3 separate regions of the Mus musculus genome follow, and regions 2 and 3 are each linked to region 1. A link is a contact called in public Hi-C data. All regions are on one chromosome and are shown on one strand. The core of a region is the stretch at or near the end of the contact, and the rest is flanking DNA. Distances in the headings are between cores, read along the strand shown. Region 1 has its middle 36 kb from the start of Lrrn2. Region 2 overlaps Lrrn2 (leucine rich repeat protein 2, neuronal). Region 3 has its middle 21 kb from the start of Gm31101.

What was found. Hi-C and Micro-C count contacts between places; a contact is called where the count stands out from the background.
Region 2: a contact with region 1 is called in a Hi-C map of the N1E-115 cell line, with 3 times the contacts expected there. The contact joins two enhancer-like sites. A contact is called at or near these places in 5 of 484 Hi-C or Micro-C datasets (the N1E-115 cell line, the P5424 cell line, group 2 innate lymphoid cells and 2 more), 5 of 115 datasets of contacts at active chromatin or transcription factors (the 230-238 cell line, embryonic stem cells and heart atrium) and 1 of 9 other capture datasets (embryonic stem cells).
Region 3: a Hi-C map of the N1E-115 cell line shows a contact between it and region 1, with 3 times the contacts expected there. The contact joins two enhancer-like sites. A contact is called at or near these places in 14 of 484 Hi-C or Micro-C datasets (the AtT-20 cell line, the HL-1 cell line, the N1E-115 cell line and 6 more) and 2 of 115 datasets of contacts at active chromatin or transcription factors (both in embryonic stem cells).

The regions. Positions count from the first base shown.
Region 1 is chr1:132,842,129-132,846,271 of GRCm38.p6, reverse strand. No RefSeq gene overlaps it. Among named protein-coding and RNA genes, the nearest start is that of Lrrn2, 36 kb to the left of the region's middle. Within about 2 kb of position 1,966, at least 18 of the 459 cell types and tissues checked have an H3K27ac peak or open chromatin away from gene starts, as enhancers often do. A contact at or near this core is called in the AtT-20 cell line and the N1E-115 cell line, where this site is marked.
Region 2 is chr1:132,919,539-132,923,681 of GRCm38.p6, reverse strand. The region is part of intron 1 of Lrrn2 (leucine rich repeat protein 2, neuronal); the gene reads right to left. Gm31159 (a long non-coding RNA gene) reads left to right here. Exons shown (of 3, transcript XR_878529.3): 1 at 1-4,143. Among named protein-coding and RNA genes, the nearest start is that of Gm31159, 8.2 kb to the left of the region's middle. Within about 2 kb of position 2,436, at least 46 of the 459 cell types and tissues checked have an H3K27ac peak or open chromatin away from gene starts, as enhancers often do. A contact at or near this core is called in the N1E-115 cell line, where this site is marked.
Region 3 is chr1:132,764,029-132,768,171 of GRCm38.p6, reverse strand. No RefSeq gene overlaps it. Among named protein-coding and RNA genes, the nearest start is that of Gm31101, 21 kb to the left of the region's middle. Within about 2 kb of position 1,886, at least 73 of the 459 cell types and tissues checked have an H3K27ac peak or open chromatin away from gene starts, as enhancers often do. A contact at or near this core is called in the AtT-20 cell line and the N1E-115 cell line, where this site is marked.

The DNA.
Region 1 (4,143 bases), core at 717-3,216:
AAGGAAAAAGATGGAGTTCCACAATGTGTTGAAATTGGGCAAATGGGGAAAGCCTGTGGAGAGGAAGGGATAAGAGACATGGCCTACCTACTAAGCAGTTCACCAGCCGCTCAAAATCAAAATGTCAAGAGTCCATAAGTCAGAGAAGCTGGCAGAGGCTTGGCCCTTGCAGAAGTCATTAAACTGAGAACAGGTTCTTGAGCCAAGACCATGTAGCTCCCTTTGGGGAAGGGTGAGCCTCGTCAGCGGTCAGTGACAGTCTGCGTGCGGTCCTCACTGTCCCACGGCTCTGTCTCCTCAGACTCTGGAGAGGAGATGGATGCTGCAGCCTGGGCTGGAAGCCAGGCTGACTCATCGGCCCAGGGTGAGCATCTCAGGGAAAGGTTGTTTTATTTGCTCTCACAGCAAACTGCAATAACAGCATCAAGGTGTCCGGTGCTTTGACTCTCTCTTCCTGGGCTCCTGATGGAGATTGGCAGAATCCAGCATCCAAGGAATCCATTCTCAGTCTCGGCAGCCTCCTGTACCTCATTAGGCAAAAGCTGGAAGAGATGGGCACACAAGGCTTGTCAGCCCTGTAGTGGGGCCTGCGAGAGCGAGCAGTTTCCAGGAGATGGCAAGACAGTAAGGGAGTGACCGGCTCCTCTCACCAGCCCTTCTAGCCCTGGGATATGGGATGCTAGTATAGACTCTTCAGTTTGAGCTGCAGGCCTTTTGCTTTGAGTGACAGGAAAAGGATGGCTATGACAGTCTTTGGGAGTATTCAACAACCCCTAGGTCACAGGCTCCTTCTGGTAGTGTGATATACAAAGTATTTCTGGGTAATTTAAGCTGGAGTAGTGAGCATTGGGGTCACTGTGGGGTGATATGGTTTGTTTCCCCAAAGTTTATGTGTTAGAAGCTTGGTTCTTAGTGTAACCTGTTGAATGGTAGTTGGGTGTTCAGAGGGTGGGGCTTAGCAGTGACGGGGTTAGGACCACCTTTATGAAGAGATTCAAGTTAGTCTTATGACTGGGTTGAATCTTATGCATGCATTAGTTCTCATGAGGGTGTGTTCCATAAAAGAGTCAGTCTGACCAGTTTTCACTCTCATCATGTGACCTCTTTTGCACATGCTCTGTCATGTGATGCTGTCCCTTATGTCATATTGCCACCCGGAAGGCCATCACCAGGCTCACATGATCTCAGACTTTCACTCTCTAAAATTGTGAAGTAAACACATCTCTTTGTTTTATAAGGCACAGTCTGCAGCCTGGGGTATTTCTGATGGACACTTGCCAAGACTCAGACATAAAAACATCAGGGCCTTATTTGATTTAAACAGCCCAGGAAAGCAAGATGGTGCCAGTAACTATTGCTGTACCTTACAAGCCAGAGGGGACAAAGCAGCTCCCTTCCGTCTCTTCCATAAGGATCCTAATCCCATTTTAAGGCCTCTTTCACTTAAGACTGTCATGTTGGGGGCTTATGAGTGGGGGCGGGGTGGGGCGCCAACATTCAGAACTCAGCAATACCCAACATTAACACATACAAGTGTTTGTCTGTGAAGTTTCCGTCTTAGGCTCAAGGCATCAGCCTCTTTGCTTTCTGTTTACATCTTGGATGTACACAGCTCACAGACATATTCACACCACCCACCACTCTCATAACACACGGCACGCACTCAAACACCCTTGCCACAAACACATCCGCGTATTCATACTTAGCTACGTTCGCCCAGACGTGTGCCTCTTCCAGCTTCCAAGTGCAGGGAATCTCTTGACCGGAAGTGGTCACTTGAATACCTGCCCTTACTCTATGGGCCCGCGCATCCTTTTACACACAATCTCTCCAGCGGGCTCCTACCTGGCCATGCCGATGTCCACACAGCAAGTAATCTCTCCCACCCCCCTCATGCCATTGACATGCCGCACCTGTCTTGTCGCTCGCTCCTTGCACTCTGGCTTTGACTGGGTGAGAGCCAGAGTCTGCCTGGCACAGATCCCAGAACAGCAGCCCAGAAGCAGTTGTCCAATGGGAATGAGCCTCCACCAGCCCAGAATGGGTGCCTGCCAAGTCGAAGAACCATCAAGGAAAGAAGCCTCAAGAGGTGACCTGGCGCCTCCTCCCAAGTGCTCTAAACAGGCATGAGATGAGGGAGCATGTGGTGGCTTCTCCTAAGCCCTTCCTTATTCTCTGATGTCTGGACTCTTTGAATATTCATGGCCTTTACTGACCTAGAGGAGCAAGTGAGACCCGAGTGACAAGCCACCTTAGAGAATCTGGAATCAGGGTCTGGACTACTGTGTGGCTCACCAGCCGTTGGTTGTGTATCATAGCTATATTGTAGAAATAGTTTGTCTCCAAGGGTTCAAACACTGGATGCTCCCTCCAGTGATGTTGGGAGGTGGTGGGACGCCAAGAGCCTGCTGAGAGGCCCTTAGGTCACTAGGGGGCGCTGTCCTTGAAAGTGATTGAGGTAGTTCTTGAGGGACTCCTGAACAAGTTCTCATAGAAAGCAATCTTGACTGGATTGCCGTCCAGCTTCCTTCTTCAGGGCGTGAGCTTCTCCTCTCACAGGGGCCGCCGCCATGATGGTGTGGACCACAGCATCCTCATCCGAGCTGAGCCAAGGCTGGTGTCACGTCCTTCAACCTCCAGAACCATGAACTCGGTAAACCTCTTTCCTTTATTAAATTACCTTGCCTCCGGTATTTCATTATATTAAAGCAAAGCGTAGTAATAATATAATCACTATATTCTCATAAGTCAGAACATGCCCAGAAACCAAAAACCAAAACCAAAAAACTTAACTGAATAAATAAATGTGAATGCTCATTAGCTTGTGAAACAGGACAGACAATGCTTTGTCTCCTGGGGCTTTCTATACATTATAAGGGGCTAAGAATTTTTGCTGCTATTGCGATCAAAGCAGGTCGGTGGGCAATTCCCTGCCCAGTTCACAGGCTTCTGACTCTTCCCTTGCACTGTCTGTCATTAGCAAAAGGCCTCCAACCATCAGGTCCCTCCTGGTGCACTGCACATGCGCTGCCCTCTCAGCAGTCTGCCCAGTGCCCGGGAAGTAAGCATCTGCAGCCTGCAGCCAGGGAACCCGAGGCTCTGAGAGGCTGAGCCATTGGCCTGAAGTCATACAGCTGTAAAGAGCAGAGCCAAGCTTTGATCTTAGGGCTTAGCTTCCCAAGGCCCACACATCCTACAGCACACTAAGCTCACATTCATGCATTATTGCCAGCCAGGGAATGCATAAAATGCATTTATTGGTTGTCTAAGCCTATACATACTCCTTTTCTGTGTCTGTTTCTCAGTGCGAAGCTGAGTGCCAGACTGTACGGACAGAAGGAACCCTGTTGACTGGGTTCATTTCACGGTGTATAGCATACTTCCAGGAATAGATAGATTACTTTTTAAAAATAGTAATGGCTTCATAAATTTCAAATGGAATCCGGGGTGAAGAGACAAAGTTCTACTCCTGCTCTTAGGAAAAGAAAAGAAAAAAAGAAACTTCAAGAAGAGCTGGTCTGAGAAATAAATAAATAAATAAATAAATAAATAAAAATAAAACATTTTCAGGGCCAGGAAGTTGGCTCAGTGGGTAAAGTGCTTTCTGTTATAGCACGAGAACTTGAGTTCAGATGCCCAGCATCCATAACAGCATGCATCATAAACCACTTGCCAGAGAGCTAGAGACAGGTGGAGCTGGACAGCTAGTCTAGCCAAGTCAGTGAGCTCCTGATTCACTGATGGTTGCAAAAACAAACAAACAAACAAACAAGAGAGAGAGAAACACTCAACATTGACTTCTGGCCTTCAAATGTGCACACACACAGTTTCACCATAACATATTTCTGTGGTCAGATGTACATGTTTCTTCCCCTCACACCAAGTAGTTATCTGGCAGATAGCAAAGGCCCTGTGCTTCAACTCAGTGCTGACGGACGCTATTCCGGCAGAGAGCACCAGATCCTGTAAGTTTTGAGCTGGGTCTCACGGAAGTCCCTCAGTCTTCCTCGGCCATGCGAAGCCACAGATGTGGCTTGTGTCCCTGACCACCACACCTAAGCTGGGGCTCTACCCCTGGCTCTAGGGCTGGGTTAATGTGCCGGGACAGTTCAGAGAATTGAGAGAAAAAAAAAACTGCTTACT
Region 2 (4,143 bases), core at 1,187-3,686, 77 kb before region 1:
TGTGTTTCTGTTGTTTGAAGGGATGAGTTTATAGTGCTTTATTATGACGGTCTTAGGAGGTTAGTCCAGGAATTCTGGGCTCACGGTCCAACTCTGACTCTTACTAACCATGCCGACTAGGCTGAGATGCTCACCCTCCATTACCTCCTCTGAAAGATGGAGCTAAGACCTCACCGTGCTCTTTAAAAGCTCTAAACAGGAAGGCAAACATGCAGAACAAGCTGCAGTGCTAGCTCAGTCCCTCCGGGGCTGGGCGGAAGCTGGGGGAAGACTCCGTAGCCAGCTGTCAGAAAAGCCTGGTCCTAGGCCCATTCTACAGATGCAATCAAATCACAGGCATGTCCACTGTGTCACTAGAGATGCTGTGAACATAAAAGGCACTTTTATTGTCCTTTTTAGTGGGGTTTTACTTACTGTGAGCTGATCTTTTCTAAATCTGTAAGAGGGACGGATTGGATAACATCGTCTAAAAGATATTTTCGCTATCACATGCATATATACATATATATGTATACACACAGATGCATACATACATATATATGCATACATATACATACATATACATGTATATGATGACTTTCACCTGTAATCCCAGCATTACATTGGAGGCTGAGGCAGAAGAATTGCTGTGACTTTGAGATCAAGGTCAGCCAGGGCTACTTACTGAGAGCTCCACTTAAAAGAGAAAAGTAGTGTGTTGCTGCTTGTGGCAGGGCACACCTGTAATCGCAGCACTTGGAAAGTGGAGACAGTAGGAGCACTTCAATGCTGGACACTACTACATAATGGATTTGAGGCTAGCCTGGACTACATAAGACCCTATTTCAAACAAACACAAACCCTAAATCAAAAACCCAGCATGTCTGTGCCATCGGGTCTTGTTCTCCTCATTACATCTCCCCCAGATGCCCACCCAGTAAGATCAATCCTGGGGGACACCGATGTTGATTGACAAGGTTTTTGGAATGTCCTGAGGCTTCGCTGACTCTGCCCCTGGTGGCTGGGCTAAGGGAGGGGCCCCAGAGCAGCTTTCCTTTGTCTTCCTTACAGCATACAGAGTATGAATGGACTGGGGAACAGCATGAGCCAGAAATAAAATTCTATCCTCAAGGGCCACTCGAAGCAAATGTCCCTAATGGCTCCCCTCACTCAGCACTGGTGCTTTGTCCCCAAGTGTAGCACAACAAGGCAGCTACTCTGTGGGAGCCCCATGTGGGGAGAGGGTTGTCAGATGCTCTCAATTTCAGAAGCTGCAGCTTATAGCAGTGTGTGTGTGTGTGTGTGTGTGTGTGCGTGCGCGCGCGCGAGCGCTTGCTTGCTTGCTTGCTTGCCTGTCTGTCTGTCTGTCTGTAGGGAACCAGCCTTCCTGCCACCATGACAGCTAACATTTTCCTCAGCTGGGTATCGCTAGAGAAAATGAGCATGTGTTGGCACCTCACTCTCACAGGGGCAGACAACGGCAACACACCATGACAGCCACTGCCATCTCATCACAATGCCAGCATCTGAGATTTTCTCCCATGTTATAACTGCAGCGCCAGCCCCTCCACCTCCTCTGTTAATGCCACCAGCCCCATGTCTGCCAGGACGTCCGTCCTCAGCTTTGGTGGTGGTCATTGTCTCTCTCTGTCTATCTGTCATCACCACCTATTTGAGTGACCTCGGCTGGCATCCTCAACTTCATCTGCTGTCAGCATCCTGTGACTCACCAGACCCTGGTCACCATGAAAGACCATGGGGATGCCTCACATCTATGATGTGTACACACTTAGACCCAGATTCTGCCACTGGCAAAGACACATGAGACAGAGAGATTCCAATAATGAGAAGAGGTGGGGGCATAGGAGTACACAGAAGTGGGCATGTGGAACTCGCATGCACAGAGCCGAGGAACAGGCATGGTATGGGAAAGGGCAGCAGGGGCAGGCCCAGATGCCAGGGGTTTCTTGTACCTCTCCACATGAGTGAAAGAGCAAACCTGGTTTCTTACACAGCCAGGTGCCCTCTGAGCAAGGGTCTGAGGCGCTGCTGAGTGGGCACAGATGTGTCTGCACAGGGTATCAGGGAAGGTGGAGGAGGCTTCGTAGGAGATGCTGCTACCGCCCCACAAGGTTGCTCTGTGGGCCAGGGGGCTGGGCCGGGCCTCAGAGTCAGACTAGGGAGCAGTTCTGTCCTATGTAACCAAAGGCCAACTCAGCATTCCCAGTGAGGAAGTCAGTTCCTCACCAGGAAAGACAGAGTCCTAGCTGACAAAACACAGTGTGTGGGGAGTGGACCGAGGGGCTGAGGGTAGTGCTTTGGGCATTGTGGTGAGGGGCTGGAAGGATGTCACTGGCGCCGCCGGTGGAGGCAGGAAGAGCTGCTCATCTGCATGCTCTTTAGCAGCCTGCCCTGAGCCTGCCCTGGCGCGAATACCATAGCAACACCGTGCTCTTTAGACGCGGGAGTTCGTGCTGCCATTGCAGAGAGAGTTGGGCAATTTAATTAAGGAGCTGGCAGCAGACAGACTTTGTGAGTTAAAGGCATTTTATTAAATCCCATTGTATTGTGCAGCTTGGTCCCCGCAGGGGCTGTGGAACTGGGAGAAGCCGGCAGAATTCGCCAGAGGTTTCTTTGCCTTCCCTTGCTGCTTCCGGTCTAGCTTAGAGAGAAAGCATGGGTGGAGGGGATCCCTACTGTGACTGCCTGGTCTCCCAGCCTTGGGCCCCAGGTAGCAGTGTGGGAGTGCAGTCCAAGTGCCACTCTTCAAGCTGTGGCCTCTCTTTCAGGGCCAGTGTCCAAACCTGGCTTCAGTGTTACCAGTTGCAGCTCTGGGTTAGATGGATCTTGGGGACTCTGAGGCCTCACCTCCTTGAGCCCCCTTCCTCTGCAGCAGGAACTACCAGCATTCCCATTTTACAGATGAGGAAATGGAGGTATACAGAGGTGAAGTAAACAAGCCTTTGACAACTATATGTCACAGAGAAGCCAACTCAGATTTGCCTGGTGACAACACGGACACTGTGGTCCTTGTGACCCCTAGTCTGTGTTAAGTGGATCATTACCCCTGGCTGGTAACCTCAGGCTGGCTCTGAGTTCCTGTGTTGGCTTGCACAGGGACGTGGCTCAGTCCTGGCCAGTTCTGGAGGCCATTCGCTTTTTAGGGTGCCAGTGGGCTCCTTGGCCATAGGGCTTCCTTGGGCCCCCCTGGTGGTTAGAGTTGTCTGACCTCAAGAGAATTCTCCCCAGTGCTTGGGCCCTACTGCAAAGGGAAAGAATTACCCTTCTCTGAGTCTCCTGGACCTTTCATCATGGATTTAGGCCATGCAGCCACCTGGTTCTACACTTGTATATACACAAGGGCAACCTCTTGGACTCTGTTTCTCAGGTCTAGAATGGGGGAAGTGATATATGAAGTGGATGTAGCCAAGTTAGCAAAGCCAATAGCCGTTCTTTTTCTTTTCTTTTTTCCTTTTTTTTTTTTTTTTGGTTTTACGAGACAGGGTTTCTCTGTGTAGCCCTGGCTGTCCTGGAACTCCCTTTGTTGACCAGGCTGGCCTTGAACTCAGAAATTTGCCTGCCTCTGCCTCCCAACTGCTAGGAAAAAAGGCATGTGCCACCACTGCCCAGCTGCCAATAACCGTCCTTATAAATCCTCACAATGTGTTTTAATCATCTCCATCATGGAAGCAAGGGAATGGGGCAGAGAAGAAGGTAAGCCTCTGCCCAGCTAGGAAGGGCAAAAACCAGGGCTGCCAATAATATGCCATTGCATATAGACACACCTGTAGCTATGTATCCGCACACCCATGCACACACACAGACACATGCATGGGACAGTTATGCTAATGGATTCTTTAGAGGGAATTCATGTGCGATGAGCTTATTTTATTGCTTAGTTGCATTGGCCACTGTCTTAGCCTACTTGGACACAATCACTAAGTTCCATAAACCGGAAAGTTTATAAAGAACAGAATTGATTTCTTGGAGCTGGGTAGTCTAAGATGAAGGCATCGGCAGATGGCGTTGAGGAGTTGAAGGCTACCCTCTCTCCGTGCTTGCAAGTATAGAGCGGGTCAAGCGGTTCTGGGGCTTTTACACAAGCAGTTACCCACCTGTGATCTAATTGTGTCCAAATGGTAACATCTTGCAAATTACGTTTCG
Region 3 (4,143 bases), core at 637-3,136, 78 kb after region 1:
GCAGCTTCCCATGTGGATTTGGAAGGTATGTCCCAGGTCAGCAAGCAGGCAGGCATTGGATTCAACCTTCCTCCACCTCTTTATTGTCTTAAGGTTTCCTCTATGCCATGGCATTCCCCTACACCTTCAGCCGTCGCCTGAACACCGTCCACCACCACAGTGCTAATCTCCATTGGAAATTTCCTCTACTTAGAAATTACAGTTGACTATAGTATCTAACCACACCTTGGTCTACCCAAGTTAACAGAGTCACCCTCAGATTTGCCTCTGTCTTTCTAAAGACTTTCCAGCTTCTCTTCCAAGTCTCCATATTCGAGTGTGCTGTGTGTTTTCTACACGGATACTTGTGTCTTATTCAAGTGTTTGCTGAACATCTACTGTGGACTCAGACGCTGCCCTAGGTGTTTGCGCAACATTGGTAAATGAAGCAAGGGTCCCTGACCACTGTCTCTTCTGTCATCTGGCTGGTGCTCCGGCACCCATGAGCCTCTTATTTCTGCTTGGTTAGCATAGCAGTGTGTGTGCTCCATTTCCTTGCCTGTGGTGTTTGTGTGGGTATTGCAACATACCCAGTGCTGCCAGCTGCCCAACCAAGCATCCTCTTAGGCAAACATATGCACACAGATCTCTGGAAGCACCAGCCGGCAGAGCCTGCTTGAGACAAATGAGTGCCCCCATGCTTCATGCCACGTCCCGCGTCCCTAGACTCACAGCACATTTTGTGCTCTGGTGACCCTTCCAGGATGCATCTAGCAGCCTGGCTCCGAAGCCCTGAACAATCTCTCCAGCCCTCTAGTGACCTCACTTAAGAGAGCTGGCAGGCATGGAGGAATGGGAATGTAGCTGAGCTACCTGCCCCTGTCTGCAGCCAGCAGCGACCCTGAGGGCAGTGAGCAAGCCAGCACTTGACGATTCTACCTGGTCATAGCACAGTGTACTCGGCATCTGTGTAAACACCATTTCCTCACCTCAAAACTGTTCTGTGGGGGTATGAGTTTGAGGCTAGCTTTGGCTACATAGCAAGACCTTGTCAAGAGGGAGATGCAGGGTGAGGGGTAGAGCAGAGAACGCCATGTGTAGGCAGGAGAGTTAGAAGAACAATCCTTGAGGGTCTACCACATATTATATGACCTTTGCTCTAGGGCTCTGTCCATTGGCTCAGACCCCTCCAAATGAGCTCTTGTTCCCAGTCAGGGTGTCAGATCTTGTGATGTTCCTTTCTGCACACACAGGTTGCCGTACCCCCGACACCATCTTCAAAGCGCTCAGATATCCAGTCTGAGAAAAGGGCCTGGAAGACAGGTCTTGAAGCCTTGTCAATATCTGTGATGTGTGGAGCTCATGGGACCAGGCAGCTTGTCAGGGAATGCACAAATCTGAGAGCCAAGAGCTTGAGTTTGAATCCCAGCTCACTCGTCTATGGCTGTGGATCCACACATGGGCAAATCTCTCCTATGTGGGTTGGGGAAAGGTTGCTATGGGCTCCTGTGGTGAAGGCTGGCACTTGCCTTCTGCTTTGACTATGAAGCTCTGGACACACTTTTTTTTTTTTTTGGAACGGGGCACACAGGCTGGAATCATGGGCCTCTGTGTCAGATAACTATAAACCACGCTGCCATTTCTAGCCCCTGGAATCGCAGAACTGGGCTTTGGCGTGAGCTCAAGTAGCTGCAGACTTCCTTTTTCCACCTGTCCAGAACTCCTACTCCATGTCCCAGTGCCGGCCACTCAGCAGCTGGAGCAGCCAGAACGGAAGCTTACTGACCACATCTTGGAATGCCAACAGCAAAAGGGGGCTGAAACCCTGCTTCTCCCTGCCTCTCTCTGAGCTGGCCTCTGTCCCTCAGTAGCCCTGCCCAGTGCTCGGCACACACATCAGCAGGGCATAAATATTTATGACGTGCAACTAATGCAGTGGCTTACAGGATTCCTGGAGCTTTGAGCGGGCGGGCTCTCTGCACAAGACGCATTTTTACGTGAGGAGGGGTTCCTGGGCAGGAGAGCTGTGTCTGCAAGCAAGAAGGGGGCTCTCAGCCTCTTAGAGCATCCTGGAAGCCTGCCCTTCACTGCAGAGCTGAGTGTTTCCATTTGCAGGGAGGCTTCGCTGGCAGCTGCCACCACGCACTCTGACAATCAATCCATCAGCCTTTGAAGGGAGCTCTTCAGAAGCCCCGCCCCGATGCTACTGGCTGTACACCAACCAGAGAATGGAAAGAATTCCTTAGCCACTCACCCACCTACCCATCTGCAAGCTGACTCCTCAGGAGGTGGGTAGAGCAGAGGGTTCCTAGTCTCACTGTCACAAGGTTCTAGATGGTTCTCGGAACTGAAACCAAGGATGGCTGCCTCTGCCCCCTACCAATGCCCCCCACATTCCCAGCACCTAAGCCCCCAAGGCAAGAAATGCAAATATCAAGCCAACTATGGTGGTGGACATTTGTAATCCTAGCACCCAAGCCAGCTCTGGCTAAACTGAAGTTATATAGTAAGACTCTATCTCATAAAACAAACAAACAAACAAACAAACAAACAAACAAACAAACAAAGGGACCGCAAATATCTCAGACTTCCAACAACAAAGGTTCACACATATCTGAGTCAATCCCTTTCCTTCTGGCTGGCCAGTGTCCTCCCTGGGGCCATCTACTAATAGCCTTTACATGACTTCTCATAGGTCCTGAGGGCGTGGTGAGGCGTAGTGCGCCAAGTCATGAGACACGAGGCTTTCTGCAGAGTGGTCATGGCTCACGCCTCGTGACTCTGCGGAGTGGTCAGGCCTGGGCCTGCAGCAGAGAGTTCCTATCCAGTGGGCCTTTTCCTGGAGGCGTCAGCAGTGGCTAAACCTGACTGGCCATTCAGGACCACGCCCAGCCCAGGCTGGAGAGGAAAATGCTCCTGTAGTGGAAGGGGGGACTTTCAGCTCACCTCCCACCTGTGACCTCCCATTTCCACCCCTCCAGCGCCGGCTCCAAAGCCACTTCCATTCCTAGCACCGTCTGAACCCACACATCCGCTCCTCCAGGATCTAACCCCTTCCCGTTTGCTCCTTTAGCTACTAAACCAGTCTCCTTCCCTTAACCTTACACAGATCCTCTGCTGAGGCGAGTAAGAAAGTGGTAGGGGTATGGGTAGGGGTGGGGGTGGTGAGCACAGAGCTAATCTTTTCCTCCTGGGGGGGGGTGGGGCCCCATGGCCAGCATAAATCTCCTCTACTTTCTCTTAACACCTGGCCAGCTCCTTGTCACTGTGCTAACAACATTGTATTGATTTGCTCACGTGACCGTTTTCTCCCAAAGACCATAAACTCCTTGAGAGCAGAATCTATGTTTTGTTTGTTGTTTTTGAACTCGACTACCCACTGGTGTCCAATAGAGAGCAGGCACTTCATAAGTACAGAGTGAAAGCCTCTCTAAGCTTATAAATTCACAAAAGCAAACGTAAGCTCCAGTTGTTCACACTGTTTCCCAGCAAGGCCAGCGTTGACTGGAGAAGAGAGGTCTGCTTACAGCCTACAGGGGTTTCCAGAGGGCTGCTGCTGCCCCAACTCCAAGCACAAGGCACAAGGTCAGCTGCCCGCCACCCTTCCTGCTGGGGTGTCATTGCCACAGTAGGAGAGGACCCCTGTTCTTGCAACAGGAACAGTGAGTCACTCAGAACCAGTACAGCACAAGGGGGCTGCCTAATAAAGACAATGCTATCTCTTCCCCATGTTAATGGCATCCATCAACAGAGAACCGGAGACCTTGCTCTGGAGTGCCCACCTAGCTTTAAGTGTGAAGGTGAGAGTGTGGATGTAGGTGAAGCCCAGTCCCCATCTTCTAGGGCCACCAGTGCAGCTGAAGGCATGTGCTGTGCAGTATTCTGCTAGGCATCTCAGTCAGGGTGCAACTGCAGACGGCGCTGTGTGGTATAAGTCACTCCTGTGGGTGTCCCAGGGGTTGGGGCGAGGGACTGGTGGCATTTTATGTGACACACAGAACAATGAGGCAATGCTAAGGGTAGGTGTAGAAAAGCAACTGAGGCAAAGGCACAGCAACAAAAAGTCCCCAACCCTGCATGCAGCTCGGCTAGCACAGGGTAGGGGAGGTCAGCTCCATGGGCTGAAGGGAAAGAGGCAGGGGCTGGGATATGCCTTGAAGATAA